Linked DNA regions of Pan troglodytes: region 1 is linked to region 2. Evidence: chromatin contacts called from public HiChIP or PLAC-seq data. All regions are on one chromosome and are shown on one strand. Each heading gives the region's core, a stretch centred on a gene start, on an enhancer-like site or on the middle of the called end of the contact. The rest is flanking DNA. Distances are from core to core; before and after follow the strand shown. Region 1 holds the start of CYTH2 (cytohesin 2). Region 2 holds the start of ODAD1 (outer dynein arm docking complex subunit 1).

The links. HiChIP or PLAC-seq counts read pairs in DNA pulled down with a chosen protein or histone mark.
Region 1: an H3K4me3 HiChIP or PLAC-seq map of stem cell-derived excitatory neurons shows a contact between it and region 2, with 4 times the contacts expected there. The contact joins the promoter of CYTH2 here to the promoter of ODAD1 in region 2. A contact is called at or near these places in 1 of 7 Hi-C or Micro-C datasets (stem cell-derived neural progenitor cells) and 1 of 1 datasets of contacts at active chromatin or transcription factors (stem cell-derived excitatory neurons).

What each region holds. Positions count from the first base shown.
Region 1 is chr20:51,410,466-51,417,216 of NHGRI_mPanTro3-v2.0_pri, forward strand. It overlaps CYTH2 (cytohesin 2), which reads left to right and starts at 3,584. Exons shown (of 12, transcript XM_063802035.1): 1 at 3,584-3,721; 2 at 4,548-4,695; 3 at 4,798-5,221; 4 at 6,536-6,654. LOC107969779 (serine/arginine repetitive matrix protein 1-like) reads right to left here and starts at 4,126. Exons shown (of 3, transcript XM_054673693.1): 1 at 3,207-4,126; 2 at 781-819; 3 at 1-145. The coding sequence starts at 4,126. The coding sequence ends at 807. It overlaps KCNJ14 (potassium inwardly rectifying channel subfamily J member 14), which reads left to right. Exons shown (of 3, transcript XM_009435986.5): 3 at 1-1,192.
Region 2 is chr20:51,260,640-51,267,563 of NHGRI_mPanTro3-v2.0_pri, forward strand. It overlaps ODAD1 (outer dynein arm docking complex subunit 1), which reads right to left and starts at 4,686. Exons shown (of 14, transcript XM_054673689.2): 1 at 4,380-4,686; 2 at 3,231-3,270; 3 at 2,757-2,849. It overlaps EMP3 (epithelial membrane protein 3), which reads left to right and starts at 6,437. Exons shown (of 5, transcript XM_513005.9): 1 at 6,437-6,924.

The sequences.
Region 1 (6,751 bases), core at 2,334-4,833, 150 kb after region 2:
TCTGTAATGCCAAAAGGAATGAAGGCTCCAGGGATACAGAGTTGTCCATTACCAAAGCCTGGAAGTTCTCATCACCTCCAGGTGGACTGCTTGGCAGTGCTAGGAGGTGGACTCAGGACTTCAGAAGCAACATTTCTGGCCTGACCTGGAAGGTGAAGGTGAAGGTGAGACCCTGTAGGGCACAGGGCTAATTAGTGGACAAGGGAAGGGGGAGGCCCAGGGCTGGTGGGTCTAGAATGCTCTGGAACCCTACACCTAGTGATGTGTGTCTATTTCTTTTTCTTTTTCTTTTCTTTTTTTTTTTTTTTTGAGACCGAGTCTCGCTCTGCCGCCCAGGCTGGAGTGCAATGGCGTGATCTCAGCTCACTGCAACCTCCGCCTCCCGGCTTCAAGTGTTTCTCCTGCCTCAGTCTCCTGAGTCGCTGGGATTACAGGCATGAGCCACTATGCCTGGCTAATTTTTGTATTTTTAGTAGAGACGGGGTTTCGCCATGTTGGCGAGGTTGGTCTTGAACTCCCGACCTCAGATGATCCACCTGCCTCGGTCTCCCAAAGTGCTGGGATTACAGGTGTGAGCCACCATGCCCAGCCGTGTGTCTGTTTCTTAAAGATATTATACATATGTATATTATATATATGTAATATAAATACAGATATCTATCTATTTTTTCCCTTGGTCCCTACAACAGGCTTAGAGATGGAGTGCTAGCTAATTGGAATGAGGTCCTTTTCAAGGACCCCAGAAGCTTTGCTCTAAATCCCAATGCTGCCCCAACTTACTGTGTCACTTTGGACTCCTCTTCATGTCAGTTTCCCCATCTGTAAAAACGGGACATTGGAACTTGAAGTTCTTCAGGGGCCTTTCCAGCAGGATGAGTCCTCACTACACCGAGGGTGGGATGGGCATTCGAGTCCTGGGGATTTCCCTCCTCTCCCCAGTGCTGGATCATACGGCCTTCCAGGAGACGCTGGGATGTAAGATACTCTTGGAGGCTGGCTCTGAACTCGGGTGTCTGAATCACAGGGCAAGGGTAGGCGTGGGCTGTGGCTAACAGCCAGAGTCACTTCCCTGGCCCAGCTTGGGGACCTCGGGAGGAGGAGGTAGCTCTGGACACCAGGGTTCTTCCCATTGTGGGAGAGTGAGTGTTTTAGGGGGAGACCTGTCCCCCAGATTAAAGAACTGGGAGCCCTAGCGGGTGTGTCTGCGAATGTGCTTCTCGAGCATGGGTCCTCCGACCTGGCCCCCTGCCCATGCTACCATCTACCTAAGTGCCCCGCAGGCTGGGAGCCAACTGCAGAGGGAGCCAGTGACAGTGAGGAGGACGTGTTCCCACCCCGTGTTCTGGACCGAGGGCAGCCACTGTCATTGCCATTCAGCCTTCACAAGTGCTGCATCAACCCAAATGCCCCCTGCAGCTTCTCCATCTCCCTTTATCCCTCAGAATCCCCATGTAATAACCGGATGGGATTAATTAGCTGCCTGCTCTCTCAGCTCAGGGTGTCTGGGGTAGGTAGGGATGGGGGCAATGGAAACGCAGGGTTGGGGAAAGATGTTAAGTTGGAAGTGAAGGGGCAGGGAGGGGGTTTCGTTTGAAAGGAGTATGGGAGCAGGGAAGCCCAGCCTGGGTTTCCACTGGGGAGGGCAGGGCCTGGGCCACTCATAAAGGTCAGTGAGGGGATTAGGAGCCTCCATGTCTAATCCGACAGCTTAACTAGGTCCTGGCCCTGAATCCGTCCCCACCTGCCCAGCCCAGGGACAGCAAATGAGGACGAGGCCCAGACACCACTTCAGCCCCCATTACGGCTTCCCTCTTTACAGGGGTGCCTGGGTTCCCTATTCCAGCCAGCCCCTTGACCACATTCCCTTACAAATAATGGGACATAGAGGCTGGGGAAGGGGAAGGGGAAGGGGAAGGGGCCTCAGAGGAGGGAGGAGTTTAAGAAGGGCAAGGGTGGCTGGGCACGGTGGCTCACGCCTAGCACTTTGGGAGGCTGAGGCGGGTGGATCACCTGAGGTCAGGAGTTTGAGACCAGCCTGGCCAACATGGCGAAACCCCGTCTCTACTAAAAATACAAAAATTAGCCGGGCATGGTGGTGGGCACCTATAATCCCAGCTACTTGGGAGGCTGAGGCAGGAGTATCGCGTCAACCTTGTGGGTGGAGGTTGCAGTGAGCTGAGATCATGCCAGTTCATTCCAGACTGGGCAAAAGAGCAAAACTCTGTCTCAAAAAAAAAAAAAAAAAAAAAAAAGGGCAAGAGTATGAGAGGACAAGGGGGACCGTGACTTGAGGGTAGCCAGAGAGGAAGAAAGGCCTCTGAGATGGGAGAAGGAATCAGAGAGGTGGGAGGATGCTGAGGAAAGGGGAGTTGTCTTAGCAGGAGGATGCTTGGGGAAGGGAGGAGTCTTAGGAGGATGCTAAGCTAAAGGAAGGAGTTTGGAGAAATGAGGGAGGAGTCTGAGCGGCAGAAGGTGCCAGGAAGGCCAAGCCTGTGCTTTCACTAAATTTTACCTTCCCCTGTTCCATTCCCCATGACCGATACCAAATAGCATAGCATTTAGAAAAAAGTAAATCTTGGCCAGGCGCGGTGGCTCACGCCTGTAATCCCAGCACTTTGGAAGGCCAAGGTGGGCGGATCATGAGGTCAGGAGTTCGAGACCAGCTTGGCCAACATGGTGAAACGCCCGTCTCTATTAAAAATACAAAAAATAGCCAGGCATGCACCATCATGGTGCAACCCTGTAATCCCAGCTACTCGGGAGGCTGAGGCAGGAGAATTGCTTGAACCCGGGAGGCGGAGGTTGCAGTGAACCGAGATCGCGCAACTGCACTCCAGCTTGGGCGACCGAGCAAGACTCTGTCTCAAAAAAAAAAAAAAAGAAAAAACGAAGAAGTCTTTTGTTTCACCACTCCACGACTCCGAAGAGGCTGAGGGGGATGGGGAGGGCATAGATGGTGATAAAGAAGGAGTTCGGCGGTAAGAAGGGGCTGAGAGGAGGAGAAATACGCGGAGAAGAAATGCAAAAGAAAAGGAGGCCTAAAGCCGCTCCCGGTTGCATGGCAACCTTTGCGGTCAGAAGCCAGCATGGCCTGCTAGGAGGTGTGGCTTACGGAAACAAGCCAGTTCTAGCCCCGCCTCCTAGCAACAAGACTAACAAAGTACCGCCCCCTAACAACGTATTATCGGAGGCGGGGCTCGGTTCACCTAGACTCCAAGTGTCCAGGGCCTTTGAGCAGGCGCAGAGGTGGCTGTACCGCGTGGCTCCGCCTCCGCGCGACACTTTTCCGGGGCTTCTCATTGGAGAGCAAGCCTGTCAAGTGCTTTCTGTTGTTTCGGAGGCGGGGCCTGCTGCCCTGCCTGCACTCCGATTGGCCCCGCGGGCCGTCTACCTCTGGCCGGACATACCTACACCCGCTTTTTGTACGGCTGTTGGCCCTGGAGAACGATCCTTTGGTGGCGAGGGCGGGGAGGACGAAAGCGCCCACTGTGGATTGGACAGTGTCAAAAAGAGGGGCGGTCCCTACTGAAGGGGCGGTTGGGCGACGAAGGGAGAGTCTTTTCAGCGCTGAGGACTGGCGCTGAGGAGGCGGCGGTGGCTCCCGGGGCGTTTGAGCGGGCTCACCCGAGCCCGCGGGCCAACGCGGATCCAGGCCCGACTGGCGGGACCGCCCCGGACTCCCCGCGGGCCTTCCTAGCCGCCATGGAGGACGGCGTCTATGGTAGGTCGGGGAGGGGCGGGGTCGGCTGGGAGTTGCTGGAGCGTTTTCTCCTGAACGTTCCCCCGCGAACGTTTCCCCCTGGCGCGCGGCGCCCAGAAGCGTTCGGCTCAGTCGTAGACTTGTCGCGCCGCTTTTGTTGGGCGCTGGACGGGCTTCCGGCGGGGCCCGAAAGCCGGGCGTTCCAGGCCATTGTTTGGGCTGAGCCTGTTTCCGGTGGCGGCGGGAGGGGCGGGATGGAGTGGTGGAGGCGAGGCCGGGGCGGAACCATTCCCGCTGGAGGGGCGGGCGAGCCCAGCGCCTGCCGGGGCCGGGGAGGGGCGCTTGGGTTGCGGGGAGGGGAGAAATCTTGGGGGGCGGGGACCTTCGATGTCCCGCCCCACCTTCCCAACTCTCCTGAGCTGTCATCAGTTCCCCCGGCTGTAGTGACTTTTCATGGACCCAGTAGTCCGGATAACCAGGTCCCCAGCTACCTCGCCAGTAATGGAGTCAGAAAACCAAGGCCTCAGTCCCCTTCCAAGTAATGGACCTAGAAGCCGAGGCCCCCAGCCCTTTCTTCCCTCAGACCTAAGAGCTCAGGCACCCATTTCCCTTCTCCCTCAGACTCAGGAATCCGGGACCCAATTCCCCTTGTCCCCCAGGACTCAAGAGTTTAGAGCCCCAGCTCTTTCTCTTCTGCAGGGAGGAATCCAGGCCCCCAGCCCATTCTTCTGTGCAGACATAGGAAGCCCGTTACACATCCTCTCCCAGCTCTGTCCGCCCCCAGATTGCAGGAATTCAGGCTCACGGCCCCTAGCACTGACTTTTAAACCTTGACCCCGATCCCTAGAACCCCCAGACCTGACTCCGGAGGAGCGGATGGAGCTGGAGAACATCCGGCGGCGGAAGCAGGAGCTGCTGGTGGAGATTCAGCGCCTGCGGGAGGAGCTCAGTGAAGCCATGAGCGAGGTGGAGGGGCTGGAGGCCAATGAGGGCAGGTGAGGGCTGGGGCGGATGACCTAGGGGGCGTGGGGTTGGCTGAGGCCAGGGATGCCCAGGCATTGACCCTCCACCCCCAACCCTGCTCTCTGCTCCTGCAGTAAGACCTTGCAACGGAACCGGAAGATGGCAATGGGCAGGAAGAAGTTCAACATGGACCCCAAGAAGGTGCTTGGGGCCACAGGACTGGGATCAGCTGGGCAAACATCCAGGCAGGGGCTTCTGGCACCTCCGGGTTCAAGAAGCGTGATGGTGCCGGGTCTATTCTAGGTGGACAGACTTGGTCCTAATCTCTGGATTCAGATATTGGCTGTCCATTTGTTTTCTGAACACTGAACACTGACCAAGTGTTCCAGCCCTCCTGACTGTTTTGTCCCCTGCCTGGAAGGTCGTCTTCCACTTTCTACTTGTATGGGCGCATTTCTGGTCCCAAGATGAGCTCGAGTCTTGTAGGGGCTGTGGACAAAGTGACATGCACAAAGGAGAGTTGACCTCCCTCCCGCAAAGGTGCCGTGACGGAGGAAGGTATCAGGGTAGTGGACCTCTGGAGGAGGCAGGCTGGTGGGGTCAGGGAGGGCTTCCTTGAGGAGGAGACATTCAGGTCGGGTTTGAAGGATGAGTAGGTGTTCACCAGGTGGAGGAAAGGCTTTTGTTCACCTACTCTTTTTGTGTGTGTGTGTGTGTGTGTGTGTGTGACAGAGTCTTGCTCTATCACCCAGGCTGGAGTGCAGCGATGTGATCTTGGCTCACTAACCTCCGCCTCCTGCGATTCTCCTGCCTCAGCCTCCCAAGTAGCTGGGCTTACAGGCTCCCACCACCATGCCCAGCTAATTTTTGTATTTTTAGTACAGATGGGGTTTCACCATGTTGGCCAGGCTGCTTCCAAACTCCTGACGTCAGGTGATCCGCCCGCCTCAGCCTCCCAAAGTGTTGGGATTACAGGCATGAGCCACCGTGCCCGGCCTGTTCACATACTCATTTAACACCCATTTTCTGAGGCCTCTCAAGAGTCTGATCCTGTGTAGGGCAATGCTGGGGACCCAAAGAAGAATTAGATGCTGCCTTGTACTCAGAGAGCCCTTGGACACCGATACCACAGTTCACAGTGAGATAAAGCAGTAGTAGAGAGGTCTTCGTAGCACAGAGAGTGAGAGAAACCTCCAGTCTAGCCAGGGCTTCGAGTTCACAGCCCTTGAAGGACTGCGTCTGCTAACAGGTTGTCACGTTATTCTTTCCTGAAGCAATTGGAATTCTGTTCAGTCATTCAACAAACATTGATTGGCTGGGTTCGGTGGCTTATGCCTGTAATCCCAGTGCTTTGAGAGGCCGAGGAGGGAGGATTGCTTGAAGCCAGGACTTTGAGACCAGCCTGGGCAGCATAGTGATAACTCATCTCTAGAAAAAATATAAATAAATAAATTAGCCAGGTGTGTTGGGGCATGCCTATAGTCCCAGCTTCTGAGGAGGCCGAAGTGAGAGGATCCCTTGAGCCCAGCAGTTCGAAGCTGCAATGAGCTGTGATCACGCCACTGCACTCCAGTCTGTGCAATAGAGCGAGACCAGGTCTCAGAAAAAAGAGAAAATGTACTGAGCACCTGTGCCTTGCCAGACCCTGTTGTTGGTGCTGGAATTAACCAGGCAAAGGCAGAGAGGGTAGGCCATGAAGTGCAAAGGCCATGAGTTGGGAAGAATGCTATTTAAGACCCGTGAGAAAGCTGAAAATGAAACCTGGCCCTGGTCTGTTGAGGGTGGGGGTAGGTCTGGATGCTGAGGTTCCCAGGGAGGTGAGTGGGGTGGCTTTCTGGCCCTCAGCACTGAGACCTTGTCCCCACTCACCAGGGGATCCAGTTCTTGGTGGAGAATGAACTGCTGCAGAACACACCCGAGGAGATCGCCCGCTTCCTGTACAAGGGCGAGGGGCTGAACAAGACAGCCATCGGGGACTACCTGGGGGAGAGGTACGGTCACCACTCAGCTCCTGTGGGGCCCCTCCCTCCCACCCCCCAGGCCCAGCTCCTGCCCTCACACTGGCAGCTCACAGGTGGAACAGCCCTG
Region 2 (6,924 bases), core at 3,436-5,935:
GGGGACTCTAACATGCGAACCTTTCCTGCTTAACCACACCAGTCCTGTTTTTGAATGCCTGGGACTGTGCTAAAGCAGCGAACATCTATGTTTCCACTGAACACAACTCTACCAGATGGATGCTTTCAATAGCCCCGATTTTTTTTTTTTTTTTTGAGACAGAGTCTTGCTCTGTCGACCAGGCTGGAGTGCAGTGGCGCGATCTTGGCTCACTGAAACCTCTGCCCCCCGGGTTTAAACGATTCTCCTGGCCGAGCGCAGTGGCTCACGCCTGTAATCTCAGCACTTTGGGGGCCGAGGTGGGCGGATCACAAGGTCAGGAGATCGAGACCATCCTGGCTAACACAGTAAAATCCTGTCTCTACTAAAAATACAAAAAAAGTAGCCAGGCGTGGTGGTGGGCACCTGTAGTCCCAGCTACTCGGGAAGCTGAGGCAGGAGAATAGCATGAACCTGGGAGGCGAAGCTTGCAGTGAGCCGAGATTGTGCCAATGCACTCCAGCCTGGGCGACAGAGCAAGACTCCATCTCAAAAACAAAACAAAACAAAAAACTATTCTCCTGCTTCAGCCTCTCAAGTAGCTGGGATTACAGGCATGTGCCACCATGCCTGGCTAATTTTTGTATTTTTTGTAGAGATGGGGTTTCACCACGTTGGCCAGGCTGGTCTTGAACTCCTGACCTCAAGTGATCTGCCCGCCTCAGCCTCACAATGTGCTGGGATTACAGGCATGAGCCACTGTGCCTGGCCTAATAGCCCCAATTTCACATGAGGAAGCTAAGGCTCAGGGAGGTTACAACAGTTGCCCATAAGCAGGATCCGCAGAACCCCCTCTCAAACCCCACCTGCTTGTCCAGGGCCCTGGTCTGCTCCTGCAGCTCCTCGATCTCCGCCTGCACCTGGGCCCGGCCCTGCAGCAGGCGGTCCATGTTCTCCAGCCGCTCACTGTCCCGAAGCCGCTTGACCTGGTTCTGGGCTGCACTGATCTGCACCTGGAGATCACCCCGTACCTCCTCCAAGCGCCGGATCTCCTCACTACCCAGGCAGGGAGGTGGAAGAGGGGCCAGTAAGGGGGCAGAACTCAGCATCACTGAAGGCAGGACCCAGGAGTCCAGTCTTCAGCCCCTCTGACCCCCTCCTCCCCAGCTCAGGGCCCAGGCGCCCAGCTCACAGTTGCTTGTTGATGCGCTGGTGGACTTCCTTGCTGTAGGCCCGCCTCTCCCCTTCCATCACTTTGCATTGTCGCTGCAGCCTACTCAGCTCCCAATCCACTGAGAACAGGGCCAGCCAAGGGACTCAGCAGGGATCCTGGCCACCAGCTCCTCCTAACCCAGGACCTAGGAATTCTGCTCCCTTTGGGGTCTCACAAACTGCAACTGAACTGCAGATCCAGCCTCCAACACCCCTCTAGGAATGCACCTCAGTTCCGGGATCCCTCGAGCTTCCTCATCCCTTCATACCCAAAACTGAACTCAGGGTTTTTTCCCCTAAAACCCACTCCCATCCCACCAGAGGGCACTTCTGGAAGGCCTCTGGGTCTTCTGGGACCTGGGCACACCACCTGGAATTGGGAAGGCTCTTGCTCCCTCCCTCCTTTTCTGCCGCACCATCAGCAGCCCTCAGCCCCATCCTCTTGCCTCCTCCCTCTCTCAACCCATCCCCTGGGCTCAGCCTCATCCTTTCCTACCTGGACCATCACCCCAACCTTTCTCTCAACTTCCAGCCTTCCCACACAGTCCCAGAGGGTCTCTCTACACCCACAGCCAACCCTACCCCACCCACAGCAGACCCTACCCCTCATAGGCCTCCCATGATGCCCCAGTACCTGCAGGACAAAGTCTCAGCACCTCAGCCTGGGATCCGAGACCCCAAGTGACCTGACTTTACCCACCTCTCCAGTCTTGCCCATATGCTCCCCATCTCCAAAGGCCCAGTAGTTTTCAATCAGCGGGTGATTCTGCCTTCCAAAAACATTTGGCAATGTCTGGAGACTTATTTTTTTCTAGACAGGGTCTCGCTCTGTCCCCCAGGCTGTAGCGCAGTGGCACAATCTCAGCTCATTGCAGCCTCCACCTCACAGGCTCAAGTGATCCTCCCACCTCAGCCTCCCGAGTAGCTGGGATTATGGGTGCACGCCATCACACCTGGCTAATTTTATTTTATTTTTGTAGAGATGAGGTCTCACTGTGTTGCTCAGGCTGGTCTTGAACTCCTGGGCTCAAGTGATCCTCCTTCCTCAGCTTCCCAAAGTGCTGGGATTACAGGCATGAGCCAGCATGCTCAGCCTAGAGACATTTGTCATTGTCATGACTTGTGGAGAAGGGAGGGGGCTACTGGTATCCAGTGAGTAGAAGCCATGGACACTGCTTGGCATCCTACGACACACAGGACTGCCCCCACAACAAAGAATTATCCCACCCCAAGAGTCAACAGTACCAAGGTTGAGAAAGCCTACTCTAGCCACATTCTGTCATCTCTGTAGAAACACCCTTCCTTCCTTCTCCCCTTGGCAATTCCTACAGGGAGTTCTGGGCCCCACTCAAACTTCTGCTGCCTGAAGTCTCCAGCCTGCCCCACTGCCCAGGCTTGGCCCACCCACGGTGGTGCCCGCCCCGCCTCCCTTAGGGCGCATGTCTGTTCCCACCAGAGGGCGCTCCTGGACAGACACTCTCCCTCCCTCCCTACAGGACCTGGAACTTGGGAAAGCTGGGGGCTGGAAAAGAATGGGTGAATGATATAAAGAATGAATGAATTACCCATTCCCTCCAGAAAGGCCTCGCTTCCCTCCTCGGAGCGGGCACTCCCTGCCAAGCGTCCCAAAGGCATCCTGGCCAAACAGGGTGGGGCTCCTGTAGGGATGGACATATAAGACCCTTCAGACAGCAGGCGGGCCAGGGCCCAGAGAGGGTGGACAATGAACTGCGAGGGACTGGGAATTGAAAGGGGGTGACCCTAGAACCACGCTGGCCTCATTCCTCCAAGAGGGGTTGGAGGGGGAACCTCTCTCAGGCCTCTCCCACACCTCTCCAGCCCTCCCACCTCTCACACTCTGGGTCTTGCGTCTAGGCTCCGATTCTGGCGCGGGTTTGGCAGGGGATAGGCCTCCTGGGCTCTCAGGATATCCGAGGCCAGGCTGTTTGGTCGCAGGAGAGGGGGAAACCCCGGCCTGCTGTAGGGGGGGTTGAGCATGGTCGGGGGAGTCCTGGGCCCTACCTGCCGACGGGCCTGACCTGTTCTTGGTGCTCCAAGTTCAGTGTTGTGGTCTGGTTACTGGGGAGATAAGGGACCAATGAGGACTGAGGACAGCGGCCAGGGAGGGACCGAGGCCGCGGGAGAAACTATGGGAGGCGGGGCGGAGAAGGATGCGAGGCGTAGACCTGCAGGGTTCCCACGGACTGAGAACTGATGGGCAAGGCCAGGCGCGGTGGCTCACGCCTGCAATCCCAGCATTTTGGGAGGCCGAGGCGGGCGCATCACTTGAGGTCACGAGTTCGAGACCAACCTGGCCAACATGGTGAAACCCTGTCTCTACTAAAAGTACAAAAAATTAGCCGGACATGGCGGCTCGTGCCTGTAATCTCAGCTACTCAGGAGGCTGGGGCAGGAGAATCGCTTGAACCCGGGAGGCGGAGGTTGCAGTGAGCCGAGATCCCGCCACTGCACTCCAGCCTGGGCGACAGAGCGAGACTCCGTCTCAAAAAACAAACAAACAAACAAACAAAACTGATGGGCGGCGAGGTCCTGAAAGGGGCGGAGCCGGGTGGGCCTGTGGAGCGGTGCTGCGGAGCCCTGAGAGGTGCACGGCTGTGAGGCCTGAGAGGGGCGTGCCGTAGGGAGCTGTGATGGGCGGGGCTGAGACCTGTGAGGAGAGTAAGTGGGAGGAACTTCGAGGGGCGGGGCTTCGGGGCCGGCGAGGGGAGGGGCACGGACACCTGTACAGGACGCGACTTAGGAGCCGGCGAGGGGAGGGGCACAGACACCAGTACAGGACGGGGCTTCGGAGACAGCGAGCGGAGGGGCTTCCCCGTAAGGGGCGGGCTTCGAGGGTCGCGTTTGGAAGGCCTTACGAGGGGCCCGGTGGAAGGGCGGTGAAGGGCGGGCTAATCGGGAGGCGCTCAGGCCTTGAAGGCCTGCGGGAGGTCGAAATGGTCCTGGGGAGGTCGAGGCTGAGGTCTCACTAGTACCGCGGGCTTGGAAGCGGCGGGAGTTGAAAGAGCCTGCGGTGACCTGTATGGAAGCCCTCGAGGCCAGGCCGAGGTCCTACAAGACGGAGCCCGAGAGGTGCCGGTCTTAAGCTGACTATGACCACGTTAAATTAAGGATTCATAGGAAAGAAGGCGGTGCCGAAGCCGCGAGTTGCGCGGAGAAGGAGCGCTCACCACAGCCTCAGCGGTTCACTACGCAAGCGCGACCAACGGCTTCCCGGGAAGCAGCCAAAAACGCTTGGCCGCCTACCACGTACGCGCGCTGGAGGGCGGAAGTGGGCGAGACCTCGGGCACTCCATACCGCCCCCCGGTTTCTGGCCACGCCCCCTCTGGTTACACCCACTCGCTCTGTAAGGCACGCCCCCTCCGCGGCGGCGGCTGCTGCCCACGTGGGCCTCCCCGGGCGGGCGGGCAGTGGGCGCCTCTCCCTGCAGGCTGGGTGTGCCCGAAGCCTGCGGTTTCCTGTGGGAGGAAGCGGCCTGCGTACGCTCAGCTCAGCTCATAATCTCGGAGGCCCAGGATGGGGAGATCCCGTCGCCACCCTCAGATCCTCTGATTCTTCCCCTTCTACATAGCCATAGTGCGGGGACCCCCCTAATATCTCCAGGGTACCCAAGCCTGGCGCCGATCCCACTCAGGGAACTTGATTCTGAGTCCTAGACTCGTGTTTTTCACCTCCCCGGCTCAAGTTTCCATCTTCCTAGCCCCTGGCTCCCCCTAGTCCTCTCAAGAAAGTGGAGCCCTCTTTTCCTGCTCCCCAAGAGGAACGTATGTCTCCCCAGCCCCTAATTTTTCCTTCAGTGACCCAGACTTTGCAACTTCCTTAGGGATCTGAGTGCGGACCCCAGTTTCTGTCTCTCAGGCACTTAAGTTTGAGACTACTTATTCTCCCCCAGGGACCCTCATTTTGGATTCCCAACTTTAGCCTTGAGACCCAATGGACCCAAGAATTTGCCCCTTCCCCAACTCCTAGAGATCCTGAATCAGGGTCCCCCAGTACTGACTCCACTCAGAGCCCCAATGCCTGATATGACTAGCACTACCCTAAGAACTGCCCTATAATGTATTTACTATTATCTCTATTTTTCAGATGAAGAGACTGAGGCATAGAGAAATTATTAGTAACTTGCCAAAAATTACACAGCCATTGAGTAAAACAGCTTGGATTTTGAGTCCAACCAGTGTGGCTCTAGAGTCTGTGCTATACTGGTATCCCAGCTTCCAGGTCTCGGGGTACCCAGCCAAGCACTGAACTGTCCATCCCTCACCCCCTCAGGGAGCCCGAATCACCAACAGCTATCCCAAACCCAGCTCTGGCCCATCAGATACCCAGACATCCCATCATCCAGTTCCCTTCCCTGGATCCAGGATTTGAATTCCCCTGCTCTCAATTTATCAGAGTTCTGGGCACCTGGTCCCCTCCCAAGAGACTCGTGTACATAGTAGTCATCACCCCGACCCTAATTTAATATCCCCAAAATTAATAATAATAGTTAACAGTAAACCTTTGGGGCCGGGCACGGTGGCTTACGCCTGTAATCCCATCATTTTGGGAGGCCAAGGCAGGCAGATCACTGGAGGTCAGGAGTTCGAGGCCAGCCTGGCCAACATGGAGAAACCCCCGTCTCTACTAAAAATACAAAAATTGGCTGGGCGTGGTAGCGGGCACCTGTAATCCCAGCTACTCAGGAGGCTGAGGCAGGAGAATCGCTTGAACCGGGAGGTGGAGGTTGCAGTGAGCTGAGATCATGCCACTGCACTCCAGCCTGGATGACAGAGCAAGACTCCATCTCAAAAAAAAAATAAAAATCTTTGGTACTACACTCTGTTAAAACCTAATGGCTTTCCACTGCACTTAGAATGAAATCCAAGCCCCTCCCCTAGTCTTCAAGGGCACCCTTTGATTTCCCTTCTCACCACTCCCTCTGTCTCCCTGTGCTCCAGCCACACTGGCCCTTCTGTCTGCTCCCTAAACAACCTGAGCTTGTTCTCAAAAGCTTTAAGAGCTTTTGTACTTCCTCTCCCCCCGACGCCCCCCCACCACTCCCCAACCCCAGCGTTCAAATGACTCCTGTCTTCAGCTCAAATGTTACCTCCTCCAAGAGGCCTTCCCTGATTTTCCTGTTTCAAGTAGTCTTCCCTGCACTCTGTCATTATCTCCATCACTCTGTTTGATTTATTATTGTATTTATTTTTCTTTTCTTCTTTTCTTTTCTTTTTTCTTTAAGATGGAGTCTTGCTCTGTCACCCAGGATGGAGTGCAGTAGCGTGATTTCAGCTTACTGCAACCTCCGCCTCCCGGGTTCAAGCAATTCTCCTGTCTCAGCCTCCCGAGTAGCTTGGATTACAGGCGCCCACTACCATGCCCGGCTAATTTTTGTATTTTTAGTAGAGACAGGGTTTCACCATGTTGGCCAGGCTGGTCTTGAACTCTCGACCTCAGGTGATCCTCCGGCCTCGGCCTCCCAAAGTGCTGAGATTACAGGCATGAGCCACCACGTCCAGCCTATTGTATTTATTTTTCAAGTCACTTATCCTTATCTGAGATTTATCTTCATCATTGATGTTTTCTCTTGTCTGTCTTCCTCTACTAGAATACAAGCTCCATAATACCAGCAGGGCTCATGTCTGTTTTCATTATTAACTCCCAGATCAGAGTACATGTTCAATAAATGTTTGATGAAGGAAGGAACAGGTTAGGTGTGTGAGTGTACCAGT